2 separate regions of the Mus musculus genome follow, and region 2 is linked to region 1. The links are chromatin contacts, called in public HiChIP or PLAC-seq maps. All regions are on one chromosome and are shown on one strand. The core of a region is the stretch at or near the end of the contact, and the rest is flanking DNA. Distances in the headings are between cores, read along the strand shown.

The links. HiChIP or PLAC-seq counts read pairs in DNA pulled down with a chosen protein or histone mark.
Region 2: an H3K27ac HiChIP or PLAC-seq map of heart atrium shows a contact between it and region 1, with 21 read pairs. The contact joins the promoter of Eva1b here to the enhancer-like site in region 1. A contact is called at or near these places in 16 of 39 promoter capture datasets (the 3T3-L1 cell line, the C10 cell line, the HPC-7 cell line and 9 more), 2 of 15 datasets of contacts at CTCF or cohesin (CD8 T cells and the G1E-ER4 cell line), 35 of 484 Hi-C or Micro-C datasets (the AML12 cell line, the BV-2 cell line, CD4 T cells and 20 more), 21 of 115 datasets of contacts at active chromatin or transcription factors (CD8 T cells, the HPC-7 cell line, the SCID.adh cell line and 11 more) and 3 of 9 other capture datasets (adipose tissue, liver and pancreatic islet).

What each region holds. Positions count from the first base shown.
Region 1 is chr4:126,108,897-126,114,203 of GRCm38.p6, forward strand. The region is part of intron 1 of Stk40 (serine/threonine kinase 40); the gene reads left to right. Among named protein-coding and RNA genes, the nearest start is that of Stk40, 7.6 kb to the left of the region's middle. Within about 2 kb of position 2,100, at least 370 of the 459 cell types and tissues checked have an H3K27ac peak or open chromatin away from gene starts, as enhancers often do. A contact at or near this core is called in the AML12 cell line, the BV-2 cell line, CD8 T cells and 25 more, where this site is marked.
Region 2 is chr4:126,143,699-126,149,491 of GRCm38.p6, forward strand. It overlaps Eva1b (eva-1 homolog B (C. elegans)), which reads left to right and starts at 4,305. Exons shown (of 3, transcript NM_172145.3): 1 at 4,305-4,933; 2 at 5,253-5,347; 3 at 5,538-5,793. The coding sequence starts at 5,281.

The sequences.
Region 1 (5,307 bases), core at 850-3,349:
AGGAGGATAACTGTTCCTGCACTGAGGCTGAAATAGGTTACTGTGATACCAAGTGTCGCTTAGTGCCTGTCATAGTCAGGTTCCAGTGCTGTCTCATTAGTGATCTGTGAATATCCCTAAAGTGACAGCTCATGCCTGCCTTCAGTCCAATGGATACCAGGTGGCAAACAGGAAGCTCTTTATAGACTTGTTTGCAAGCTGTCTGAGGGAGATTGTACTTCCCAGGACTATTGACCTTGACCCTTCCTTCCTTAGCTCCTGGGACCCCCTTGCCTTAGCAGACAGCGCCATAAGACTGGGGCAGTAAGCTTCCACCTGCCACCAGAGTACACCTTCTCAAGAAGCAAAATTATCATTATAATAACTATAGGGAATAACCAAAGAATGCAAAAGAATATGAATAAGAAATACAAGAGCCCTCCCTCTCTCTGGATTCTTCTCAAAACTCCCTGTGCACATTGAAGGGTGTTAATTTCTTTAACCAAAATAGGTTCATATGCACATGCAGTATTGCAGGGTGCTTGTTTTTCTCAAGATGGGATTTCTTTGTGTAGCCCTGGCTGTCCTGGAACTTTCTCTGTAGACCTGGCTAGCCTTGAACTCAGAGATCTGCCTGCCACTGCCTTCCAAGTGCTGGAACTAAAGATATGCAGGCTTGGTGGTGGTGGTGGTGTTTTTGATAGGGTCTCATCAAGTCCAAACCAGTCTGGAAATCAATGAAGTTGACCTAGAACTTGTGAATCTCCTACCTCAGCCTCTAAGTACCGGGATTACAGGAATATGCCTCGATGCCCAGTTTCTGTGGTGTTGGGAGGTAGGCAAGTGCTCTCCCAGCTGAGCTACATCTTAAGCCCAAAGTTGTGAAATTTAACTTTGTATGGCTCTGATCCAAATGGCCTTGCGTGTAGGATGACGCAGTGCTTCTTTTTAAAGCCGTTGCAGACAATGTAAGGGAAAGTTGCATGTCTGTGTGCTCAGCTTGAGCTTTCCCGTGCCACTCTGAAAACCTGGGCTAGACACTGGCCTGGTTCCTCTCATGCATGTTGGTTCTGAGGACAGTCCCTCGGGGTGCACCATACTTGGGGGCAGTGCCACCACCACCCCCATCTCCAGGTGAGGAAGCTATGAGCCCAGAAACAGGTGTCCAGGTCACAAAGTAGACAGAAAGGTGGCTCTTAGGCACAGCCAGCCCTTCTTTGATCTCTTGTTGCTTTCTCTTTGCCTGATTTCAGCTATTTTGGGTGACAGTACTTGAACTCCATATGGGACCCTGTGGCAGCCGTGTCATTGGGCTGAGTCAACCCCACAGAGCAGTAACTGATATTTTGAGCTGAAGGGCCCCTGAGTCACATGCTAGGATCTTCCTTGCTGTGAGTTTCTTTTCTAGCCAGTGAGCTAGAGCGGACTGGTATGACAAGGGAGAGCTGTCAGTAACTTGCGCCAATATCCCTTCTTCACAAGGCCCCTTGCAGATCCAAGACCCATCACAAATGTCAACCAAGCCAGTGTGCTTGGCTGCTTTTCTGGATGGGAGATACCAGGCCAGCACAGCTCGAGAAAGAGCTATTAAGATTGTCCCCTCCTCTGACACCCACACGGCCTGACAGATTATTGTTGTCACGTCAGCTGCTTCCGGAGGCAGGGAGGAGGGGGTCAGCTGGTGACAGGACTGTCGACAATACCCTAGATCCCATTCTGGTGGCTTCTAAGAGTGACTGCTGGGGAAATGCCCTCAGGAGCAGCCAGCCCACTTGAGCACTCCCAGGGACTGGTGATGCTCTGGCTTTTTTCTAAAACTGCTCCGAGCCTACCCCGACCAGCACTTCAGTCTTCTAGTGGAGCCCATGGGGGAACTCCTGAAGGCTGTAAGTGGTGATTACACAATCTCCTCATATGGGGCTAATTTGTAAAGCCTGCCTCCTGGAGGAGACAAGAGCTGGATCCCCAGGCTGCAGAGTGGGCTTTTAGGTCCCTTCTGCGTCCAGCTGCAGTGCTCAGCATGACCAAGTGCTGCTGGGGACAGGCTGCCTAATGGCAGTGGATGTACTTTGGGGGAGCTGTGTAGGCCCTTTGCCAGCACCCCTCCCACTTCCCCCTGGCTGAGTCACTTCCTTTCTGGCTGCCGCAGGTATTCTCCCACAGGCCCAGAGCAGAGCCGCCTCAGTGGGTGAGGCTCGCTCTGTGTAGCCCTCACTAGTAACCCCCAGGCAGTACAGTGCAGCCAGCGTGGGGAGAATGAGGCAGTGGTATATTTTCCTAACAAACTGGAGCTGTGTGTATCCTCTTGCATTTACAGAGTGAGCAGAAGCGGCACTGTTGGGGAATAGTGAAGATGACAGCACAGGCATGAGTCTTTGTCACCAGGGAATCCTGGCTGGAGTCAAAGGATTACTAATCCATCTCCCCAGCCCCCCAGCCTCCATCCGGAGCACAAAGCAAGGGCTTCCGGTCGGTCGGTCGTTCCTTTGAGAGCAGGGGAGGACTCACTCCCCTTTCAGCCACACCTGTCATGCCATTCAGGTTTAAAGGGATAGCCCTGATGTCTGTCTCAGTCCAGTCAGGAGAAGAGAGCTGCCAGCTCCAAGTTCTGGTTTCTCTGTCCTGAAACAGACATTGGCTCTGCAGGTATAGTTTCTTGATAGGGCGCTTGTCTCTATGCTTAAGGCCCTGGGTTCTATCGCCAGCATTCTAACAAACAAAAATAGACGAATGAGAAAGTTATTAAAAAGAGGGGGCTGGAGAGATGGCTCAGTGGTTAAGAGCCCTGACTGCTCTTCCAGAGGTCCTGAGTTCAAATACCAGCAACCACATGATAGCTCACAACCATCTGCAATGGGATCTGATGCCCTCTTCTGGTGTGTCTGAAAACAGTTACAGCGTACTCATATACATAAAATAAGTAAATAAATTAAAAAAGAAAAATTAAAAAGAACCCAGGCAGGGCATGGTATTGAATCACTGTAATCCTAGCACTTGAAAGGCAGAGGCACAGGAGACTCACACATTCAAGGTCAGCATGGTCTGCATTCTGAATAAGACCCTGCATTTAGGGGGAGGAGGAAAAAGCCCTAAAAATGGATCCTAGTAATTAGCCCTTCAGGTACAAGCTGAAAATTCACGTGTCTGGAGAGATTATCTACCAGGTCACCTATACACACAACAGGGGCATTTGTCTTTCTTCTGCTAGCCCCAGGATAACAAGCTGATCTTTTGGACATCCTATGAAGGAAATGTTACCACTCCCCTTTTCAAAATGAGGAAACTGAGGCCCACAAAGGATTGACTGGGTTAACAGAGCAAGAGAAAGATGGAAGCTAAGGCCTGAACCCTGGTTTGCACAACCCCATGTTGGTCCTGCTCTCCTGTCTGATATTTGGGTGACTGCCCGTGGTTTGAAACCCTTGTTCCTGGGCTGTGAGTTCCTCTTGCTTTCTTGAGTATAGAGAGCAGATCTGTAGGGAGGCTGGCTATCTCAGGTGTGTGGAGACAGTTACAGAAACAACAAGCTTATGCAGATTTAGCATGAGAAAACATGTATTCCTGCCTCAACGTTTGAGTTAGTGACTTTAGGAGTCTCACTAATTTTTTCTAGGAAATATGCATGCTCCTATGTGTGTCAGGGAAGATCAGTTAGAATTATGTATTTGCAGCTGTTTTGTAAACTATAAAGCTGTAAGCAGGGCTGGAGAGATGGCTCAGTGGTTAAGAGCACCGACTGCTCTTGCAAAGGTCCTGAGTTCAAATCCCAGCAATTACATGGTGGCTCACAACCAAGCAACAATAATGAGATCTGACTCCCTCTTCTGGTGCATCTGAAGACAGCTACAGTGTACTTAGATATAATAATAATAAAGAAAAATTTTTAAAAAGCTGTAAGCAAAAGTCACTTAGAGATAATGTAAGAATGTAGAGCTCGCATGTGGATTCTGAGAGGTCTTGCATCTCTTACACAGGTTAGTCTGTCCCTTCCTCATTGTGGGGTTCTATACAGAAATGGGTTTGGTTCCATGATTGGGATGTCTTTCTGCTATTTAAACAACCCAGTGTAGACCATGTCCTGCCTCATGCATTTCTGACATGGGCCTTTGTTTCTTTTAGAGTAGCCCAGCTAGCTTTGACCCACAGTGATCCTCTTGTCTCAGCCTCACTAGTACTGAGGCATTTCTTTTTGTGTCTTTTCCTTTGGTGGGGGAAGGAGTAGGGGATTGTGGGGCAGCTCTCACGATGTAACCCAGGCTGGGCTCAGACTGCCTTCCTGACTCTACTTCCTGATGCTGGGATTATAGGCATGTGCCACTGCACAGTATGCCAGGGGATTTTTTTTTTTTCTGGTTAACCTGCCCAATACCAGCAGAGTTTTTGTGTCTGTTGCCCTGAGCTAGTAGACACTTCCTAGTCTGTCTGGCTCTGTTCTCATCTCAGTCCATTTCAGTCCCAGCCTGGCAGAGGGCACGATTCACCCGTGAAGAATAACACTTGTGCCTCCATACCCAGCTGTCTATCCCCTGCCCTGACACTGGCCTCCGTGCCTCGTAGATGCATGGCCTATTTTCTCTTGGCTTTTTGGCAGGCACAGGCTAGGCTCAGCTAGCAGAGTCAGACTTGCTCTCTGGGAGCCCACAGCCTGGGCTGGGGTGATGGTAAACAAACCAATAGTCACAGCCCAGTGGGAGGGTGCAGAGGTATGCTCTGGTGTTCTGGGTGGTAGAGAAGGCCACCTAGCCCTGGTAAATGGCTGGGAGTATCTGTTTTTTAGGTTTTTTTTTTTTTCGAGACAGGGTTTCTCTGTGTATCCCTGGCTGTCCTGGAACTCACTCTGTAGACCAGGCTGGCCTCAAATTCAGAAATCCACCTGCCTCTGCCTCCCGAGTGCTGGGATTAAAGGTGTGCACCACCACTGCCCCGCTTCGAGTATCTGTTGTAAGTGACAAGACACTTCAATGAGGACGGTGAGACGACAGGGAGGCCAGAGAGAAGAAGGGTAAGGTGAGACTGTTCATGGCACATACAGCTGCCATGACTCATGGGCTACATTTAGTGTCATATAAGGGCAGTAAGGTGGAGGAGGTAGCAGGTCTGGCAGCCTTACTGGAGAGCTTGGGTTTCTTCCTGAAAACTGGGAGACTTGCAGGACCTCTGCAGTAGATAGCTGCTGCTGCCGCCGCCCAATGGACTGTGTCTGTCCAGCCTGTTACCCAGTTAGCAGAGGCAGTGGCTTGTGTTTGATGGAGTGGTTCCTGCATCCTTTTTATCAGCCCGAAGGAGAGCAGTGGCTCACTGCTCTGCCCTTGGTGCAGAGAAGTGCCT
Region 2 (5,793 bases), core at 3,055-5,554, 37 kb after region 1:
TGCAGGAATACAAGGGTGGCCTGCGGCTATACTCAGTTGTGGAATGCCTGCCTAACTGAGAGGCCCCAGTACTGAAAAAAATAACAGAACTCAAATGTGTTCTTTCCTGATCAGAACCATGAATGGCTCCAGTCCCTGTCTTAGTTAGGGTTCCCATTTGCCGAGAAGAGACACCATGACTAAGGCAACTCTTTTTTTTTCCTCCAAGGCAACTCTTATAAAGGACAACATTTAATTGGGGGTTCCAGGCAGCTAGGAGGAGGGTCTCAAAGCCCACCCCCATAGTGACACACTTTCTTCAACAAGGACACCCCTGGGCCAAGCATATTCAAACCACCACAATCCTGTACTTGAAGTGCAGAGGCCTAAGTTCTCCTTTGCTTACCCTCACCCACTCCCCTCTGCTGCAGCCTCCCCTAACACTTTTCCTGTTATGTTCTCCCCTCAAAGCCTTCACTCCATGTCCACTGCTCTTCTGGAACTCTTCCTGGCTCCTGCTCACCATCTACCCATATGTTCAATCAGTGACTGTCCTTCTCCTACTCAAATGTCAAAAGGGTGTTGGTCAGATCCCTTTTCTGTTGTGGCCACTGTGGAGTAGCAGGTGGTGTTTGTCCCAATTGGGTGTTGCCGTTAGCATTTAGAGAGTAGGGGCCAGGAACCCCAGACAACCCATAAGCAGGCACATTCTACATCATGCACAACAAAAATTAGAAAGGATTTATCAGAGTCTGGAATCTAACTCCATTTCATAGGCAAACTGAAGGGATTTAGGTCTACATGGTGAATGGTGAATTTTCTGAGATTTGTTTGTTTGTTTTCTGTTTTTGTTTGTTTGTTTGTTTTTGAGACAGGGTTTCTTTGTGTAGCCCTGGCTGTCCTGGAACTCACTCAGTAGACCAGGCTGGCCTCGAACTCAGAAATCCACCTGCCTCTGCCTCCCAAGTACTGAGATTAAAGGCATGCGCCACCACCGCCCAGCTTGTTTTGTTTTTTGAGACAGGCTTTTTCTCTGTATAACAATCCTTGCTGTCCTGGAACTCATTTTGTAGACCAGGTTGTCATCAAACTCACAGAGATCCACCTGCTTCTGCCTCCTAAGAGCTGGGACGGTGTGCCACCAGGCCCAGCTGTTTCCTGGGACTGTTCACTGCTGTGTTACATGGATGGAATTTGTACTTCATGTTGTTCTGAGCTTTACCAATCACAACACACATCACCCTTACTGTGATGTTCTAGCATCAGTCACACACGACTCTCACCTTCCTAGCAGTAAACCACAGATACATGCCATTTCTATATCACAGGACAAAATGACACATTTTACTTAGATGTGAAAGTTGGTACTGGCTAAGTTTCATTTCCAGAGCATGAATAGCAAGCACAGTGGGACACACCAAGAAAGGCAGCTGAGTGTTTTTTTTTTTTTTTCATAACAAACTCCTCTATGGGACTCTGACTCTACAGAAGTTCAAATCCGGGCTCTACTACTTGTACCTCTGTGAGCCTAAAGGCAAAATGCTAAGCCTCATTCTCCTCTGTCAAATGGGAGCCACATTACAAACTACACAGGGAATGCCTGGAACAGAAGGCAGTTCATATTTGTTATAATTACACTTACCCGAGCAAATTTTACCCGGGACCCCCTTCTTAGCCAGTGTACTAGTGCTGGGGTCATGGGGACACTGAGAGACTTGACAAGCCATAGGAGGCCCTGAGTGAGTCCCCTTTTCCCTTCTGGCTAAGCCAGGGCCCCGAGGCCTCTTCCAGTCTGGATCTCTCAACACCCCCCCCCCGCCCCCATCCCACCCACCCCCCTCCCGCTGTGACCTGCCAAGACCTGCCTTTCCTGTTTCCTCCCTGGGCCTTTCCAAGATGACCAATTCCTGATCTCACACATAGGAGGACAGAGATGGGCCAGCCAAAGGACAAGTGGCCAGGCAAGCAGAGGAGCCCTGGTAGAACAAGCAGAGATCTGCAGGTGGATGCAGGATGCAGACAGTGGATGAGAGTCCAGCCACCAGCAAGAAACAAGAGGCTGGACAGAACTACGTCTGGCAGGTGCAGGAAGCTGGCCACTGTGGACAGCCATCTCAGCCGAAGAAGGCTTTAGGTACCTTCTCCAGAACTCTGCTTCTGAGTCATCAGGGCCACGGAGTCACTTCTCATGCTTAGCTACGAGCAGCCTGCTGAAGAAGGTAACACTCTATTAGGACGCACCTGTCTGCAGAGTCCAGTACTCTCAATACTCCCCTTGTCTCAGCCTGTCTTCCCGAGGACGGATCACATCTGATCCAGAGGTGGACACAGAGATGTTAGCTCGGCGATGCAGACTGCGTCGTGGAAGCCCATGTCAAACCCCACAGGATAGCCATGCGGATGTCACAGAGAACAGGTATGTGCCACACAAAGTCAGGTCCAGTCTCCTCACTACATACAGTTGTACAAGCTAAACCGCAGCACACACTAATATGTAAGTGGCTGGCAGGCCATGTTTGTCAACACATTCCCAGTACTAGTTATTCTGTATGTGTTTAAGCCACACATGCCTTGGAGGGACAGGGCTGGCCATGTTCACCCACAGGCATCACTGATGATGTTGAAATGTTGCCTGCTAGAACCCAGAGGGTCCCATCCTTGCTCCTGCCTGGTTTTCCTCTCATCTTGCTGGTCTGCTGTAGAGGAGACCCCTTAATGTATGGGTTCAGGGGCTGAGGCTTTAGACAGACTCCCTTCTCCCTGTTCTCTGGAACTGGGTGACCCACCTATTTCCAGGATGCTAATCTCATCTTGTCTTGCCTGCCTCGAAAACTATCTTCACTCAAAACTATGTCCACACAGCAACTCCCTTCAGACTACCAACTCCTCCTCCTCCTTCTTCACCACCATCACCACCACCCAGACCACTCCTTTCCTGAATATTTGCAACACTGTTCTCTCTGCTTCTACTGTTTGTTCGTTTTGTTTTTTTGTTTTGTTTTTTGGAGACAGGAAGGGATTTGGGTCTACATGGTACATGGTGAATTTTCTGAGATTTTTTTGTAGACCAGGCTGGCCTCCAACTCAGAAATCCGCCTGCCTCTGCCTCCCAAGTTCTGGGATTCAAAGGCGTGCGCCACCACGCCCTGCCCTCTGCTTCCACTCTTGCCCTGCTGTGGCCAAGCCTATCTTGAGCAGCTTCAGGAGTCTTTCCAATGTGTGGCGTGGGGACTGACACTCTCTAACTTAAGCCTCCAGGGGTTATCACTTCACTTCCAATGAAATCCAAGCTCCTGAGTGATCTGCAAATCCTGTGTGGTCTCCGATCAGTTACTTTCCCCTCGAACCTCTCATGCTAGCTCCGTCTCTGCATGCCAGAAACTCCACTCATGCTCCCATCCTACCCTTTGATCCTGCCTTAGACAGGCTCCCCGAGATCCTGGCATGGCTGCCCTCTCCTCAGGACTGAGCTCTTACCTGGGGCGTCTCTGTGAGAGTTACTCAAGATGTTCTCCATCACATTAATGCATTCCACTACCTTCATGACACCTCACAGCCCCTTTGAAGATGCCTGCCTCCTGAGGGCTTGTAACCTCTGACCTCTGCAATTCCTTTTTTTTTTTTTTTTTTTTTTTTTTTGGGTTTTCGAGACAGGGTTTCTCTGTATAGCCCTGGCTGTCCTGGAACTTATGCCACACTAAAATGCTGAGGCAGCATTATATGCAAATAGGTAAGTACGCATGGGCCAACGCATGCTTACAAAGCAGACTAAACACAAAAATACCCAGGTCTGAGCCAGCTTGGTCCTTTCTCCATCTCCTCTTGACCCCTACTTGAACCCAGGCGGGCTTGGAGGAGTCGGGGTCTGCAGCTTGAACAGGGAAGGGGTTAATGGCCTCCAGGCTTCAGGCAGCGCCTACAGCTATGCCTGCAATTTCCTCTGGCCATTCTTTCCCTCCTCCTTCCCAAGATTCCCGCCAAGAAGGCCTCCCCCTCACCCCAGCTCCAGCGTAGGGAGGGGAAGGGGGTTGGCCAGGAGAGTAAGCAGAAAGAAGAGGCCAGCTGCAGATCCCCCCCAGCGCACTTCGGTCCCAGCCTTGAGCCCAGGTGGAAGCACACGTGTGACTCTGGGCAGGTCCGGCTAGCAAAGCAAGCGAGGCTGTTCCCTAGCGCCGAGGCCCCCGCTGGGGTCTGCAATATGCTGGGACCTGGCTCACCGCCGAGTCCGACAATCATTAACCTTGGGTGACCACAGCAGCTGGACACACTCAGCCAGGGCACTGGGAGGAGGGGCTGAGAGATCCCTTCTCCGAGGAAAACCAATAAGGACGCGGGGGTGCCGGCTGCCTCTACTAGGTCTAGGAAGGTCTGGAAGGATGAAGGGGTTTGGACCCGCCTCATCCCAGGAGGAGCCAGGCACAGGAAAGTAGTTTGGAGCCTGCGCGCTAGAGTAAGAGCGTTGTGGGTTCAAATCCTGACCGTGTGGCAAAGGTCTTCAAGATCTTTGACTCAGTTTACTTCATTTGCAAATTGGAGATTTAATGGTAGCCACATTCCAGGGTTGGCTGGCTTAAATGAAGGGATGTCTACGGGAAGCGGGAGGGGAGGTAACCTGCCGCCAGGGGCTCCAGGCCTTAGGGATGTTTAGTAACTAATGTTGTTGTTAGTACTGGCGGGGGCGGACCCTGTGAGCGCCCTCCCCAGCGGCTTCCTGTAGGGGAGCAGGGGCCGCCCCCTCTCCCCTTCCTCCAGGCGCTCTTCCTCCCCGCCTCTCCTCCCCGCCCCGCCCCGTCCCTCCTCTTTCCTCGGAGGAAACTTTCCGCCGGCTGGTCCGTCGCGGTGTCCGGCCGCACCGCCGTGCGAACCTGGTAAGGCGGACGGGGCGGCCCGGCCTGGGTGTATGCGGCCACCGGGGAGACGCCACTGCCGGGGCGAGGCTGCGGGACGCTGACGGGTGAGCGAGCCGGGCCGGCCGAGGCCCCGCGGGTGGAGGGGTGCAGGAGGGAGGTGGAAGGGGAGCCCGAGGCACCGCCTCGCCCTTCCGTGCGCTGGGCCTCGCCTGGGGACCCCACGAGGGGGCGGAGCGTGTGCGCCCTCTCCGCCGCTCCCGGGGATGGAGAGGCGTCTGCGGGGGAACAAGGACTAGCAGAGTCCAGATCTGCGATCCAGTGAGGCGAACCGCTCCCTCGCCCCACCACCACCCCAGGGTGGAGGAGCTACGCGAGGAGCGAGCGCCTTGGGCTCTGGAAGACCTGACCTGGGTGACCTCGCAGGCTGACAGGCGAGCTGCATCCCAGCAGCATGGATGCCCCAAGAAGGGACATGGAGCTACTCAGCAACAGCCTGGCAGCCTATGCGCACATCAGAGGTGAGGGCCAGGCCTGGGGGCACGGAGCCCGTCCATCATAACCCAGGCAGCCCTCCACTCCTAGCTGCTCACCCTGTCCTTGCAGCCCTTCCGTTCCTTGCCCCAAGCCTAGCTAGACCCTGGATCTCTCCCAGATGGGACGACTCCAGCCTGTCAGGGCCCCCTGTGACCTCCGCTCCCTGCTCCCTAGCTAACCCCGAGAGCTTCGGCCTCTACTTCGTGCTTGGCGTCTGCTTCGGCCTGCTGCTGACCCTATGCCTGCTGGTCATCAGCATCTCCTGCGCGCCTCGCTCGCGACCCCGGACCCCTGCTCCGCGCCGGGACCCCCGGAGCAGCACCCTAGAGCCGGAAGACGAGGACGATGAGGAAGATGAGGACACCATGACGAGGCTGGGTCCCGATGACACGCTGCAGGGCCAGGAGCTGTCCACAGAGCCCGACGGGCC